Linked DNA regions of Oryctolagus cuniculus: all the other regions are linked to region 2. Evidence: chromatin contacts called from public Micro-C data. All regions are on one chromosome and are shown on one strand. The core of a region is the stretch at or near the end of the contact, and the rest is flanking DNA. Distances in the headings are between cores, read along the strand shown. Region 1 overlaps PLEK (pleckstrin). Region 2 overlaps PPP3R1 (protein phosphatase 3 regulatory subunit B, alpha). Region 3 holds the start of PLEK (pleckstrin).

Region 1 (4,731 bases), core at 788-3,287, 110 kb before region 2:
TGGAAGGCAGTAGTGATGGCTCAAGTAACAGGGTCCCTGCCACTCTAGTGGGATCCCTGGATTGAGTACCTGCTCCTGGCTTCTGCCCCGGCCCAGCCCTGGCCAGTGAATGGGAGCACATGCACTCTCTCTCTTCCTTCCTATGTCTCTCTGCCTTTTGAATAAATTTTTTTTAAAGATTTATTTATTTATTTGAAAGAGTTATAGAGAGAGGGAGAGGGAGAGGGAGAGGGAGAGGGAGAGGGAGAGGGAGAGGGAGAGGGAGAGGGAGAGGTCTTCCATCCAATGGTTCACTCCCCAATTGGCCACAATGGCTGGAGCTGCACCGATCTGAAGCCAGGAGCCAGGAGCTTCTTCCGGGTCTCCCACGTGGGTGCAGGGGCCCAAGGACTTGGGCCATCTTCTGCTGCTTTCCCAGGCCATAGCAGAGAGCTGAATCTGAAGTGGAGCAGCCGGGTCTTGAACCAATGCCCATATGGGATGCCGGCGCTTCAAGCCAGGGCTTTAACCCACTGCACCACAGCGCCGGCCCCTTACATAAATATTTTAAAACATCAGACTGTCATTCAGGTCCTGGATCTTTTCTGAGCTAGCTCTTGCATGGCTGGGTAGGAGGGAACAGCTTAGCCAAATTTGACAGAGAAGACAACCTAAGCACCAATTTAGGGCTGGTATTATGGGAATTTATCCTCACTCTATAGCAGTAATCCAACATTAAACGATAAATTCCTCCAGATAATTGCATACAGGCTATCTTTCTTAACTTACCTATGGAGTTTAACCTTTCCCTGGAGGTTTTTATGAAATTAAGGCTTTCAAATAAAGCTTGCATTCACTCATGGGGGTAGCATGAGGGGTGATGGAACTCTTCTGTAACCTGGTAATGGCAAGGGTTGCGTGAATCTGAACAAGTAGTAAAGCTCATAGAGCTATACATGCACACGGAGCTAACTTTACTGTTGGTTTACTTAAAAACAAACAAACGTGAAAACACCAGGCAAAGTGGCCCATGAGGCAAGGAATCAAGCTCCAAGGTTAGATTATCTTATAGGTAGCAAGTTAGATACAAGGCGAGTTAGGTACAAAGTGAGTGCAAACAGAAGAGCACCACTGCCAGCAGTGGAGAGCGGGCTCATGTGCTAGAGAACTCTCGACCCTGAAGCCCAAAGCAATAGGGTTTTTAAAGGCAAAAACCACAAAATCGGGAGGAAAATACATGGTTGCTACGATCAGGGGGAACACATGGTTACTGGGGTCAAGCTAACCTAAAGCCTATGTGAAAATAATATCAATTATTATCTTAACATTACCAGTTACTATCTTAATCTTGACATTAATCCAGGTATTGCCCTAAATCATATGCAGGACATGGACAAATTACAATCTTATCATTAACCCAGGTGTAGCCTGTTTTTAAGCTTGAGCAATCATTTTAGGGGGTTTCTATGCTTTGCCAAGTGTGATGCAGGTTGCCAAGTGTGATGCAGGGGACTGCTATTGTCTGAATGCTTTAGATCACAGTTTCAGACCAGAATCTCGTGGTGGGGGCGGGGTGGGGAATGCTTTCTCAAGATGGAGTCTCAGGTGATCCAAAATGGAGTCTCTACTGTCAAAGTGTTACTTCAAGCTAACACAGTATCACGGAATATTCCCAAGGGGCAGACTACTAGAGACACTCCCCAAGGGGTAGCTGCCAGGTGGTCCCCTCCTCTTTCCTTCAGAGGGTCTGTTTTGAGTACTGTGTATATTGCTTTGGCCGTGTAGGGTGCCTTTATCAACTCTGGAGTCAGGGAGCTGAAAACTTGGTATGCTGATGATTGAGAAGGCAGAACGTGGCAAATGTGGAGTGTGAGAAGTAGATACCCAAATCCAAAACAGGGTTAACTCAATTGGGTTAACCTCACTGGATCTGAGGAATCAGAGTCTGCAGGAACATGCAAGATGAAGAGCCCATAGGGGGGCTCACCAGGAGGCAAGTTACAGGAATGAGGAGCCATGGTGAGGACAGGCATATACAGGTGGCTAAGGTTGGCACCCTGAACCTCTGGGAGAGCCAGGTGGACATCTGCTGCCTAGAGGCTCAGCCTCCTGAACCACAGCCCAGTCTATGTTTACCACAGTGTCTGCAAAATCCCTTGGATTAATTACAGGGTGGCTTTGCTTTGGCTACTGTGGTCCTTGGCAGTTCTGCACTGTCTAGAACCTGTGAATCTTTTTGGAGTTTAACTATCTTGGGAGGAAAACTGTCTGAGCAGACTTGAAGGCAGGGGTGGAAGCCACCTGCTGAAGACAATAATGAGCATTTGGCAGGGTGGGTGGGGAAAATGAGACACAGCAGAGGGGAGAGGGCTGGGAAGGAGCCCACTCTCTCCTGCCTGCATCTGGTGCCCCAGGAGCTGCTCTTGAGCAATGCCTCTCTAACGAGTTGGCGTGAACTTGTACTTGTTCCTCCCTCAGGGAAGGAGGGAAGACAGGCTTGAAGCTGCTAAAATGCTTGGAGAATCTCCAAAGAGAAGCTTGACACAAATGCAACACTCTAATGAAAACAGCTTGGGCCTGGCTAAATAGTGACTATTTTAACTAAACAAGCACATGGGAGTCGATGACAATTGTCCTGAAAAAGAAGCAGTACAGCCCTTGTACACAGAATTTGATGCTTTAGAGTCTTGTTGGTATTCACTTCACTGTGGTTTTCTCAGACCTAGGCTGGTATCTATTTAATCCCAGCAGTGCTGAGAACAACCACCTTCAGGGACTGCCTATGGACATAAACACCTTCTTCAGCCTACACCACCTCCAAGAACAATGTTCTTTGCCTTGCAAAAATTATTTGCTGGTTGGGGGGGAATTTGCTTAGCCTTATGGGGAGGGCATCTCTCCAGCCATTGGAATGATCTGGAATGCCTGTGAAAAGGTAGATTCCTAAGCTCACCTAAATCAATGTCCCACAGAGAGTAAGTCCAGAGCATCTGCATGTTATGAAGCACTTTAGGTGATTTTTGTACTAAAATTTAGAAAACACTGCCCTAGAGTTTATTCATCGCAGTCCTTTTTTATGTTCATGTATTCATTCAACAAACATTCTTGTGCCAAGTACTCTGGATGCAGGAAATGGTAATGGGAGTGTAATGAAAAGTAATCAAAATGCCCATTGTCAAATAATGATGACTAAATATGATAAAGGCTATACTAGAAGGGGACAGTGAAATATATGAAAGCATAGAGGAGGAGCCTGTAGGAGTTGGAGGTAGCTTCATCTATGACATCTGAGCTGCCTCTTGGGGAATGAGTAGAATCTAATCAGGACAAGACAGAAAGCATATTTTAGGGGTACACGAGGTACTGCAGGGCACTGGCCTACAAAGTCATGCCATCCACTCTGGAAGCCACGATTCTGTGTGGCTGGAGCACTGGGAAGAGTGGAGGAGGAAACAGGCACGGGCTGGGGCCAGACTATGAAAAGCTTTGTACACACACACAGCGTAGGCTTAGCTCTGCAGAAAGTGGGAACTAGAGGAATTTTTTAAGCACAGAGAGACAGAAGGATATTTGTGTTACAGAGAAATCTTCCTGGTGGCAGTTTGGAGGCAGGGAGATGGGTACAGAAGCTTCTGCGATGGTGAGAGGGAGGGGGCTGTATTGAGGTAAACGAGAAGTCTCTGTGGTGAAGTCCGTGACTGTGAGAAGACAAGAGAGAAGGGCAAGGCACGGATGCCGGCTACGGATTGCCAGCTTAGGCCACAGGATGGGGAGGTAGGAGGACCATCGCTCAGGAGAGAGAACAATCAGGCAAAGCAAGTGATCGTGGCTAGTCTGAGTCAAGAAGCTCACACAGAGGCAACATTTCCAACATTCACATAACCCTTCCTGCTCAGAATTTGAAAGCGGATCTGATGCTTGAGCTTGCAAGCAAATCCTAGTGCCCATTAGTGTGGTTTCTACTGTGTTAGGAAACAGGTGTGAAGATATTTGTTAGGTGGAAAACATAATCCCATACCATGTAGTATTATTCAATTTATCTTTTTAAAAACTAAGTGCAGAGAGAGAAGGAGAGAAAGACTGAGGTTTGAGGAAATTCGTAGGAAAGGCAGGGCCACTGCTAAGGAAGAAGAGTGGAATTGCAAGACTGAATCAGAGGGCTCTTGACAATTTTCTCCAAATTCTTGTATGTTTCTCAATTGTTAATGGTTGACATATTGCTTTTGTATTTTTTAAAGCAATTTTAAAAAGATGCTTACACATCTTCTTGGCTACCACTAGGTGGTACTAGCAGCAGGACAGATTGGATGGCCTGTAAGCCTCCTGCATTCATCCCTGACACCTGCGCATGCATCTAACTTTAGACACCTGTGTGTGGGGCTAACTTCTTAACTCAACACGGAGAAAGCAAATGACTTTTCCAGTTATTCTTAACATACATCGTCATGGTTTAGGAATCAAGGTCCCCAGATGTCTCTTTTCTTCCCCCATAGTTATGAGACACAGGATTTCCTATTGAATTAATAACAAAAAGTTTACAAGTAAAAAATGTTGTTCCTGCCTCAATCTGCCCTACACAGTTCAGTTCACATATATCCAGATTCATCTCAGACTTTCCCAAGCCAAATCTTCATCGGATGCTTAATGATAACTGAACTCTTCTCTGGGTGGCCCTGTCACCTGAGCTTCCTCAATTCCAGTGCCAGGCTTTCTTTTCCAATTATTTACTGTTAATTCTCTTTCATCACCTCT
Region 2 (4,370 bases), core at 1,797-4,296:
AAACCTTTTTTTGAATAATGTTGTAATTCTTCATATTTAACAGCTTATTAAAAAATTTTTTTCGGTATTTATTTGAGAGGCAGAGACTTTTCCATCTTCAGGTTCACTCCCCAAATGCCCATAACAGCTCAAGCTGGACCAGGCCAATCCAGGATCCTGGAGCTCAATTGCAGTGTCTCACATGGGTGGCAAGGATCCAAGTACTTAAGCCATCACCTTCCATCCCAGGACACAAAGCTGGAATTGGAAGCAGAGCTGGAACTGAAACCTAGGCATTCCTATATGGAACACAAGCATCCTAAGCAGTGTTTTAACCACTGAACCAACCACTCACCCTATCTCAGGATATTTTTTAACTACAAAGGAAAAAACAGATTTAGCCAAGTGATCAAAGTTGGCATCACATATTAATATCAGCTTCCTTGATGCAAGTATCATTTCTGAGGTATTCTTGCCCCAGGTGACTGAGGAACAGTTCATAAGATACTGGATCAAAAGTTTCAAGATCATGAAAGACAAAGAATTAAGAGCTGTCACAAAATAGGAAGAAAAATTACAAAAAAGCCACAAGACTAGAATTCTCGAAGTAGACTAGAATATCTCTTAGCCATTTTCTCCTAATGTTAACATTTGTATTGTAGTGCATTATTAAAATCAAGGAATTGAAATTGGTAAAATAATATTAAACCACATTCTTTGGTGAAAATGCTAGTGAAATTTGTAGTGTTCTTTTCTTTTGCAGAACTCTTATCTAGGACCTCATAATGCATTTGGTTGTTTCTTTCAAAATATTGCTAGGAGAATTTAAAAAGGCTTCGCTTTTTTTTTGTTAAATTATTAATTGGTCTATTAATGAGTAATCAATTATTTATAAAATGGCTAGTAAAACAATTCCCTGGGGGCCGAGCCATGGCGCCGCAGGTTAATCCTCCGCCTGCGGCACTAACATCCCATATGGGCGCCAGTTCTAGTCCCGGTTGCCCCTCTTCCAGGCCAGCTCTCTGCTGTGGCCAGGGAATGCAGTGGAGGATGGCCCAAGTGCTTGGGCCCTGCACCCCATGGGAGACCAGGATAAGTACCTGGCTCCTGGCTTCAGATTGGCGTAGCTCCAGCCGTTGTGGCCATTTGGAGGGTGAACCAGCATAAGGAAGACCTTTCTCTCTGTCTCTCTTTCTCACTCTCTGTAACTCTACATGTCAAATAAATAAGTCTTTCAAAAAAAAAAAAAAAAAAAAAGGATTCCCTGAAGGATCAGTATTACTATTGCTCTTTTCTGCTGTATGTGTATTAAGAATTGGCTAAAATTTGAGGAAGCTTCTTTTTCTGCCATTCTGTTTATGTCTTCTTTCTGAGAAACCCCAAAATCAGCTAATAAAAGTTTTTTTAGATTTTTTTCTCTTATGCCCAGTTTGATTGTCCCCAAAGACTACCAAGGAGCCGATAACACTGTAAAACACATGAGAGTTTTATTACAGGTCCAGGCCTGGGCTCTCAACTATCATCGACGCAGTGGATTTGAATTGGGAGCCCCAACTCTTCAGTTGACAGGTTTTTTATAGGGTTTCCAGAGACATTCTGTACATTATAGTACCATTTAGCAAATCATCTCATTTCATGGGAAATTTAAAGAACATCTCTAAAAACTGATTAGTGCATCCAGCGGTGGGAATGGACCTAGTAAAAGTGGTTGAATGGCTTTGGGGTTGATGCCTTTTAAATTGATTGGCTAGAGTATAGGGTCCAAGCTGCTGGGGTGTATGAGTCAAACTGCAGGGTCTTAGGATGTTATTAATCACCTTAATTGCCCTGAAAAGACACCTGGAACTTTGGGTAGTTCCCTGTTATCTGCTAAAATAGTTGTACCTTGATCCTGGGTCAGGTCTCATTTTCAAGTTGTGTGTGTGTGTGTGTGTGTTTCAATTATTTGTTTGAGAGGTAGAGTTACAGACACAGAGAGAGGGAGACAGAAAGGTCTTCCATCTGTGATTCACTCTCCAAGTGGGTGCAACGAAGCCAGAGCCAGGAGCTTCTTCTGGGTCTCCCACGTGGATGCAGGGCCCCAAACATGTGCACCATCTTCTGCTTTCCCAAGCCATGGCAGAGAGCTGGATTGGAAGAGGAGCAGCTGAGATATGAACCAGTGCCACAAGCAGAGCATTAGCCCACTAAGCCACAGTGCCGGCCCTCAAGTTCTTTTTACTTTTATCTCCAACAATTGAATAACTGTTTGGTGTGTATGTATTGACAGTGCTTGAAGACCCAGAGCTTAGGACTCTTCTTTGCTATTTTGGAATGTTTTAAATTCCTTTTCTCTGAATAAGAAAAATACATAAATGTAGTAAAAGAAGATGATTTATATTTCTCCTTCTGAAAGATGAATATATTACCTTTATTAGTATTATACAGCCCTAATTTTCATATGTCCCACAGAAAATATTAAAAACATGAGCTGTCTGAAAGCAAGTTTGTAGTCATTTTGTATTCTAACACTAATAAGATTCTTAAAATCTCTTGTTAAAATGAGTAACCTTCTAAATTTCCTCTTTAAGAATACTCAGAGTGCATTGACCGACACTATCTCAACAATTTACCTTGGTTAAATTTTAATTAATTTTCTATGGAAGCAATCCATCAATTCCTTATTAATAATTATTTTCATATTTTATAAACTCTACTAGAAGATCTAAGATTTTACTGTCTTGCTTAAATTTTAGATAACGGTATATATGACTTTATAAGATTTCTTATTTTAATACCATAATTTAAATTGAAAATGTAGGCATTTTCAGTTATTAAAAAAGGTAGTTCTCCCAAAGCTATCCTTCGAAAAAATGGAAAAGTAACATGAGTTTTAACTTGGCAAATGTGAGGAAGAGTATCTGAGTCACAAGATGAGTCAGGAGGGTGAGGTTTGTTTGTTCTTGTCCATCTCTTTTAAGGGAGTACAATCCTAAGTGTTCGGAAAATGATCCCTTTTGTTTGTTTTTCGATGATGGGAGCTGAAGGCTCATTGAAGCCATGTCCTCCATCCCTCCCAACCCTCTTTGAGAGGTAAAGAGGAAAAGGGAGGGAGGGAGAGAGATTCAATCTGCTGATTTACTACCAGACACCTGAATCAGCCCTGGCTGGATCTGAGCCAGGAGTCTCCCACGTGGGTGGCAGGAATCCAGTCATTTGAGCCATCTCTGCTGCCTCCCAGGATTCATATTAGCAGGAAGGTGGAGTCAGGACCTAGAGCTGGGTGTGGAACCCAGGATCTCTTACATGGGATGTGCACATCTTAACCACTAGGCCAAATGCTTGCCCCTTACATGTAGAATCAGAAAGTACTTGAATATCCTACAACACATCTAGTGTACAGTGCTGGGAAATGTAAGTACTTGAATAACTACTACTCAAGTTTTTGGTGACAACTCATTAAGTCACTTTGTTCAATGCCTAGAAGTACTGTTTTTTATTTTTTTTATTTTTATTTTTATTTTTTTGACAGAGTGGACAGTGAGAGAGAGAGAGAGAGAAAGGTCTTCCTTTTTCCATTGGTTCACCCCCTAATGGCTGCTGTGGCCGGCGCACCACGCTGGTCCAAAGCCAGGAGCCAGGTGCTTCTCCTGGTCTCCCATTCGGGTGCAGAGCCAAGCACTTGGGCCATCCTCCACTGCACTCCCGGGCCACAGCAGAGAGCTGGACTGGAAGAGGAGCAACTGGGACAGAATCCAGCGCCCCAACCAGGACTAGAACCTGGTGTGCCGGCACCGCAGGCGGAGGATTAGCTTATTGAGCTGCAGTGCCGGCCTATCATTTGTTTTTGAAAGCTAGCTTTTTTGTGGCTTTATTTGTTTTTTTAATTTAATTTATTTGAAAGGCAGAGTTAGAGGGAAACACACACAGAGATATAGTAATCTGCTGTGTCACTTTGCACATGGCCCAATGGCCAGCAGCCAGGTCTCCCATGTTGGTGCAGGGGCCCAAGCACATGCACCATCCTCTGCTGCTTTCCCAGGCACATAGGCAGGGAGCTAGATGGGAAGTGAAGCAGCCAGGACTTGAACCAGCACCCAGATACTCCATAATGTTGGCCCTACATCTTGGCTTTAAAAAATATTTATGACTTGGCTTCCAATCTAGCCATTTTTAAATACACTAGATATTTATGTATAGACTCTATAAATTGTGCAGTCAGCCCCTCAGCCAGTAAGTACTGAGTATTTAGTGTGTGACTTATTTTATTGTATTAATTAATGTATTTATTTATTTGAAAGTCAGAGATACACAGAGAGAGAAGGAGAGGCAGAGAGAGAGAGAGAGAGAGGTCTTATATCTGCTGGTTCATTCTCTAATTGGCCACAACAGCCAGAGCTGCGCCAATCCGA
Region 3 (4,110 bases), core at 1,149-3,648, 70 kb before region 2:
GCTCAGCATGTGGAAAAACAATTAGTACAAAACAGAATAAAGTTCTCCTGTAAGGAGCATGAACAGACTGCCTTTAAAAACACCATGGCCTCTTACAACACTAGGCTAAGGACTTATCAAAAGGAGTGAGCTCCCAGAAAACGTTCGTTCTCTCTCTCTCACACACACACACACACTCACACACGGAGTCAACATTTCAAAAGGAACAACTAGTTAAAATAGTCGCAGGCTGTTTTTTCATCACACCTCTCCTGCCAGCTTGCTTTCTCTCTCGAACATAACTTTTCTCCGTGTGCTTTTCTGGACCGCACGTCTATTGTAGTCTGAGTTTGCTGGGGAGGTAACTGCCATCAGGGTGGCTACACTCCTAAAGGGGATGCGTGGGCAACGTTTCTTGCCATATTTTTCCAAAATTAAACGCTGCAGCAGCCCGGCCAGGGGCAGCTCGCAGACTAGGAGGAAAAGTACCGAGTTGGCCGGGAAGGTCTTCGCGAGAGCGGGCTGCGGCCGGCTGCCTCGCCAGTCGGGCTCGGGACCGGCCTGGGGTCGCAGCACCGGTGACAACAGTCCGGGGGCGCCGTGCGTCTCTGAAGGGGGGGTCCACGCCCGCACGCACACGCAAGGATACTTTGCAGTCTCTCTAGCCCCAAGGATTTCGAAAGCGGCGTCCGGGCGGTTCCGACACCGCGAGGCCACTCCTCTGCTCCTCCTCCCCCACCAGGCCCCCGCTGCCAGGCCAAGTCCCCTCAGGGGGCTGCTCGCGCTCCCCAGGCGCTTCCGCCCTCCCGGGGGCACCCGCGCACTTCCTCCTTCCCCTCCATGCCAGGCCTTCCTCCCCGGCCGCCTACCAGCCACATGACAGGAAGGGCTCCGCCACGCGACGTCACCGCCGTCCGCGCCCCCGCCCCCGGCTTCTCTCCGCCCCGCACGCACGCAAGGGGCGGCAGGCGGAGGGGCGGACGTGGTCCGCGCGCTCGGCGCTCCCCAACCAGCAGTCGCCAGAGCGTCCCGGCGGCCGCCGCTGAGGCGGCGCGCGGGTTCCCGGATGTACGGCGCTCGTGGAAGCCCCGCCCCGCCGCCGGCCCCGCGCGCGCCCCCGCCCTCCGCCCCGCGCGCGCCGCTGCGCTCGGCCCTCCCCTCCCTCTCCCGCCCTCCCCTTTTTTCGTGCCTTGAGGTTGCGGGTCAGCGCGAGCCACTGCAGTGAGTCCGTCACGGCTCCGGAGCGAGCGCGAGGCAGCAGCCCCCGAGCCGCCTGGCCCTCTGGGTCCCGCTCGCCGTTCCTTCCTTCCTCCCCGCCTCTCGCCGCCTCTCCCGCGCTCTCTGTCTCTAAATCTCGATCTTAATTTCTTCCCCCCGGCCCTGCCCGCTTCCTCGCGTGCCCAGTCACCCGGCCGGCGCGGGCCCCGCGGCGCCGCCTCCCCTCCCCCACCCGCACCCCCTCCCCGCGGGCGTCCCGAGGGCCGCCGCCGGGCCGCCGCCGCTTCCTGCAGGAGCTGGTCCGAACGCCGACACTCTTCCTCCAAGAGCGAGCCGCCGACCCGCCGAGCAAAATGGTGAGACCTTGGCTTCCCGTGCACGTCCCTCCTCCGCCCTCCGCGGACGGGATCGGGATCGGGATCGGGGGCGGGGGGCGAGCTCCGACGCCGCTCGTCGGCTGTCCCCGCTGGAAAATTCCAGAGACCCAGGCCCGGCCCATGCGGCCGGCGGAGGCGGCGGGCCAGCTGCGTGACAGGACGGCGGGCCTGCCTGAGGCTGCACCGGGGACCCCCGCGCCCGCCCCCGGGTCTCCGCGGGCGGCCGCCGGGAGTCGCCCGGGTCCCGACCCCCGCCGCCCCCGCCCCGGCGCGGGTCCCCTGCAGCCCACGTTCCCTCTCTCTGTGGAGCTCCCCCTTGCGCCCCCGGACTTACTCTGTTTGGCAAGTTGGAGGGTATTCCGTGAGCGGGTGGAAATCATAATAGGTGGCAAATGGCGCTTTATGTAAGACCCACTTTCTCTGCGGAGCTGCTCTCGCTCCCACTCACGCCCCGTTTGGGAGCCGAGAGCCTTGGCAGGAATCCTGCCCCTCTGCCGGCGGTGGTGGCTTCGCGGCTGTTTGCAGCCGCAGGGGGCTTTCTGTCGCCGCCGCTGCTCTCGGTGCACGGGCGAGCCGGAAAGGTCCAAGGTGGAGCCGCGAAAACACGGGCCAGCCCGGCCTCGGAGCGGTGGCGATGCTGGCTTGGGAATGCTTCCCCACCCGCGAGCGTTTCTCAGCCGCTTCGTGGCCTTCGTGTAGGTCTCTCCCGGGGTGGTTGTTTTTGAATCATGGCGATTTAAATTTGTCTTTCCTTACCCTCACATTAATCCCTAGGTAGAATTCGCTGCTGTAGTGTTTCAGGCCGACGCTAGGGGTGTGTCTCCCGCCTCTCTGGCTCTAGCCAAGAAATCTACGACGCCCTTTTAGCCGGCTACCGCGCCGGTGCTCTCGCTCCGGGCAGCCCGTGTCGTTTCCTCTTTGTAACCGAGAATTGCATACGTGGGAGAGAAAACTCGCGGTGCTGTTCCCTGAATATCAGATACCCGAACGTGTAATTCGGTTGGTGCACTGTCTCTCAAAGTCTTGGAACAGTTGTCTGAAGATGTTTAGACAGTTTGACGCAGTTTCTTGCACCTTTTAATTGTATGGTGTTCCACCCTCTAGGTAGGACTTAGCTATTTCAGAATTTACTGGTGGCTTAGTGAAGAGAGGAATTCTATTGATTGCAATTGAAAATCAATCCGGGGGTGGTTATGAAAGAAGAGTTTGATATTAGAATATTTAAATCAACTTTTATTTAAAATATAGGACAAATGATTAAGTTTGTGGGCATAATGAGAATGCAGATTAAGAACATACTGAATCAAAGATTCGTGATTTTGGTGAGTACAGGATGTTTTTCCCTGCCAGCTCTGGTCTGGATACAGCTCAGACACAACTTCAGTCCTCAAAGCCACAAAATTTAGGCTTTCCTAGACTGTGACAGAAAACAATTTATTAAGACCAGAGCCAGTCTTTTTGTTGGCATACTCTGGAAGTTAGGGATTTTTTTTTTTCACTTTAGTTCTTTAACAGAACTTATTGCACACATTTTACTTGAACATCAAGATATAGGTGGTCTTTGTTGGTTGCAGTGAATGCTTTTACTTAGGATACATTTTGAGTAACAGTGATCCGACCTTTTTTTTGTATCTTATATAGCAAAATGAGCTGGCTTCCAAACAGTTTTTTCTCTACTTGTGTACTCCCTTCCATATTTCTGAACAACAGACTGAATTTGGGAAATCTTCCTTTGCTCTCAAATTTCTTACCTTTCTCATACTCATTGTTTCCGTATTTAAAAAAAAAAATTAAGATGTAGCATATGATACTGTTTTCTTCTAGGTTATTATATTCCTCTTTCCAGTTCTCTGATTTATTCTTGGCATGTTTCTCTTCCATCCTCGCAATACTATTTCAGAACCTACATAATTCATGGTGACAGCAGCTTCTCAACTTCAAGATTATTTTGGTTTGAAAATATCAAGACCATACCCATAACTGAACTTTGCCATGTAGGATACTGATTAATTCAAATAAGTTAGATTTTGGAATGATGTGGTTAGTTTTTCCAGTTAATTAAATGTACAGTCCTAAAAATTTTCATTCCATTTGGGAAACCTTCATATTAACTTAGTATAATGAACATATTTACATTTTTGTCTACAGACTTTGTAATATCAATTTATTAATATCACTGATTAATTCAAGTAAGGAGAAAGCAGGAGGGTTTGTAAGACGTAATTGAGTTCCACAAGGAATTTGTTTTTTTTGGACAAGCATTTCAATAGTTGCTACCTTAAAAGTAGTTCTCATTTTCCTGTGTGTTAAAATCTTTCCGTCCCTTCACTCCAGTTTGAGTTTTAAACTGTGGAGCAACCAAGAGGAGGAAGATTATGAGTACATATATAAAAATCTGACAGTTCTGAGCTCCTGGGAATCTCCCTGAACCAGGATTTTGTTGGAGTAGATAATATGGCTTTTGTTCTGGATACTTATGTGAATATGATGTAAAGGTAATTGCTCTTTAAGGCTACCTTAAAATTTATAAAGAGCC

What was found. A called contact is a pair of places that touch in the nucleus more often than the background predicts.
Region 1: a Micro-C map of ear pinna shows a contact between it and region 2, with 2.4 times the contacts expected there. The contact joins two enhancer-like sites. A contact is called at or near these places in 4 of 6 Hi-C or Micro-C datasets (ear pinna, psoas muscle, skin fibroblasts and 1 more).
Region 3: a contact with region 2 is called in a Micro-C map of ear pinna, with 4 times the contacts expected there. The contact joins the promoter of PLEK here to the enhancer-like site in region 2. A contact is called at or near these places in 3 of 6 Hi-C or Micro-C datasets (ear pinna, psoas muscle and an unstated tissue).

What each region holds. Positions count from the first base shown.
Region 1 is chr2:134,314,979-134,319,709 of mOryCun1.1, forward strand. All of the region lies in intron 1 of PLEK (pleckstrin), which reads right to left. All of the region lies in intron 2 of PPP3R1 (protein phosphatase 3 regulatory subunit B, alpha), which reads left to right. Among named protein-coding and RNA genes, the nearest start is that of PLEK, 36 kb to the right of the region's middle. Within about 2 kb of position 2,038, at least 3 of the 8 cell types and tissues checked have an H3K27ac peak or open chromatin away from gene starts, as enhancers often do. A contact at or near this core is called in ear pinna, where this site is marked.
Region 2 is chr2:134,420,160-134,424,529 of mOryCun1.1, forward strand. All of the region lies in intron 3 of PPP3R1 (protein phosphatase 3 regulatory subunit B, alpha), which reads left to right. Among named protein-coding and RNA genes, the nearest start is that of DNAAF10, 35 kb to the right of the region's middle. Within about 2 kb of position 3,047, at least 3 of the 8 cell types and tissues checked have an H3K27ac peak or open chromatin away from gene starts, as enhancers often do. A contact at or near this core is called in ear pinna, where this site is marked.
Region 3 is chr2:134,351,037-134,355,146 of mOryCun1.1, forward strand. PLEK (pleckstrin) reads right to left here and starts at 2,399. Exons shown (of 10, transcript XM_070069027.1): 1 at 1,909-2,399. All of the region lies in intron 2 of PPP3R1 (protein phosphatase 3 regulatory subunit B, alpha), which reads left to right.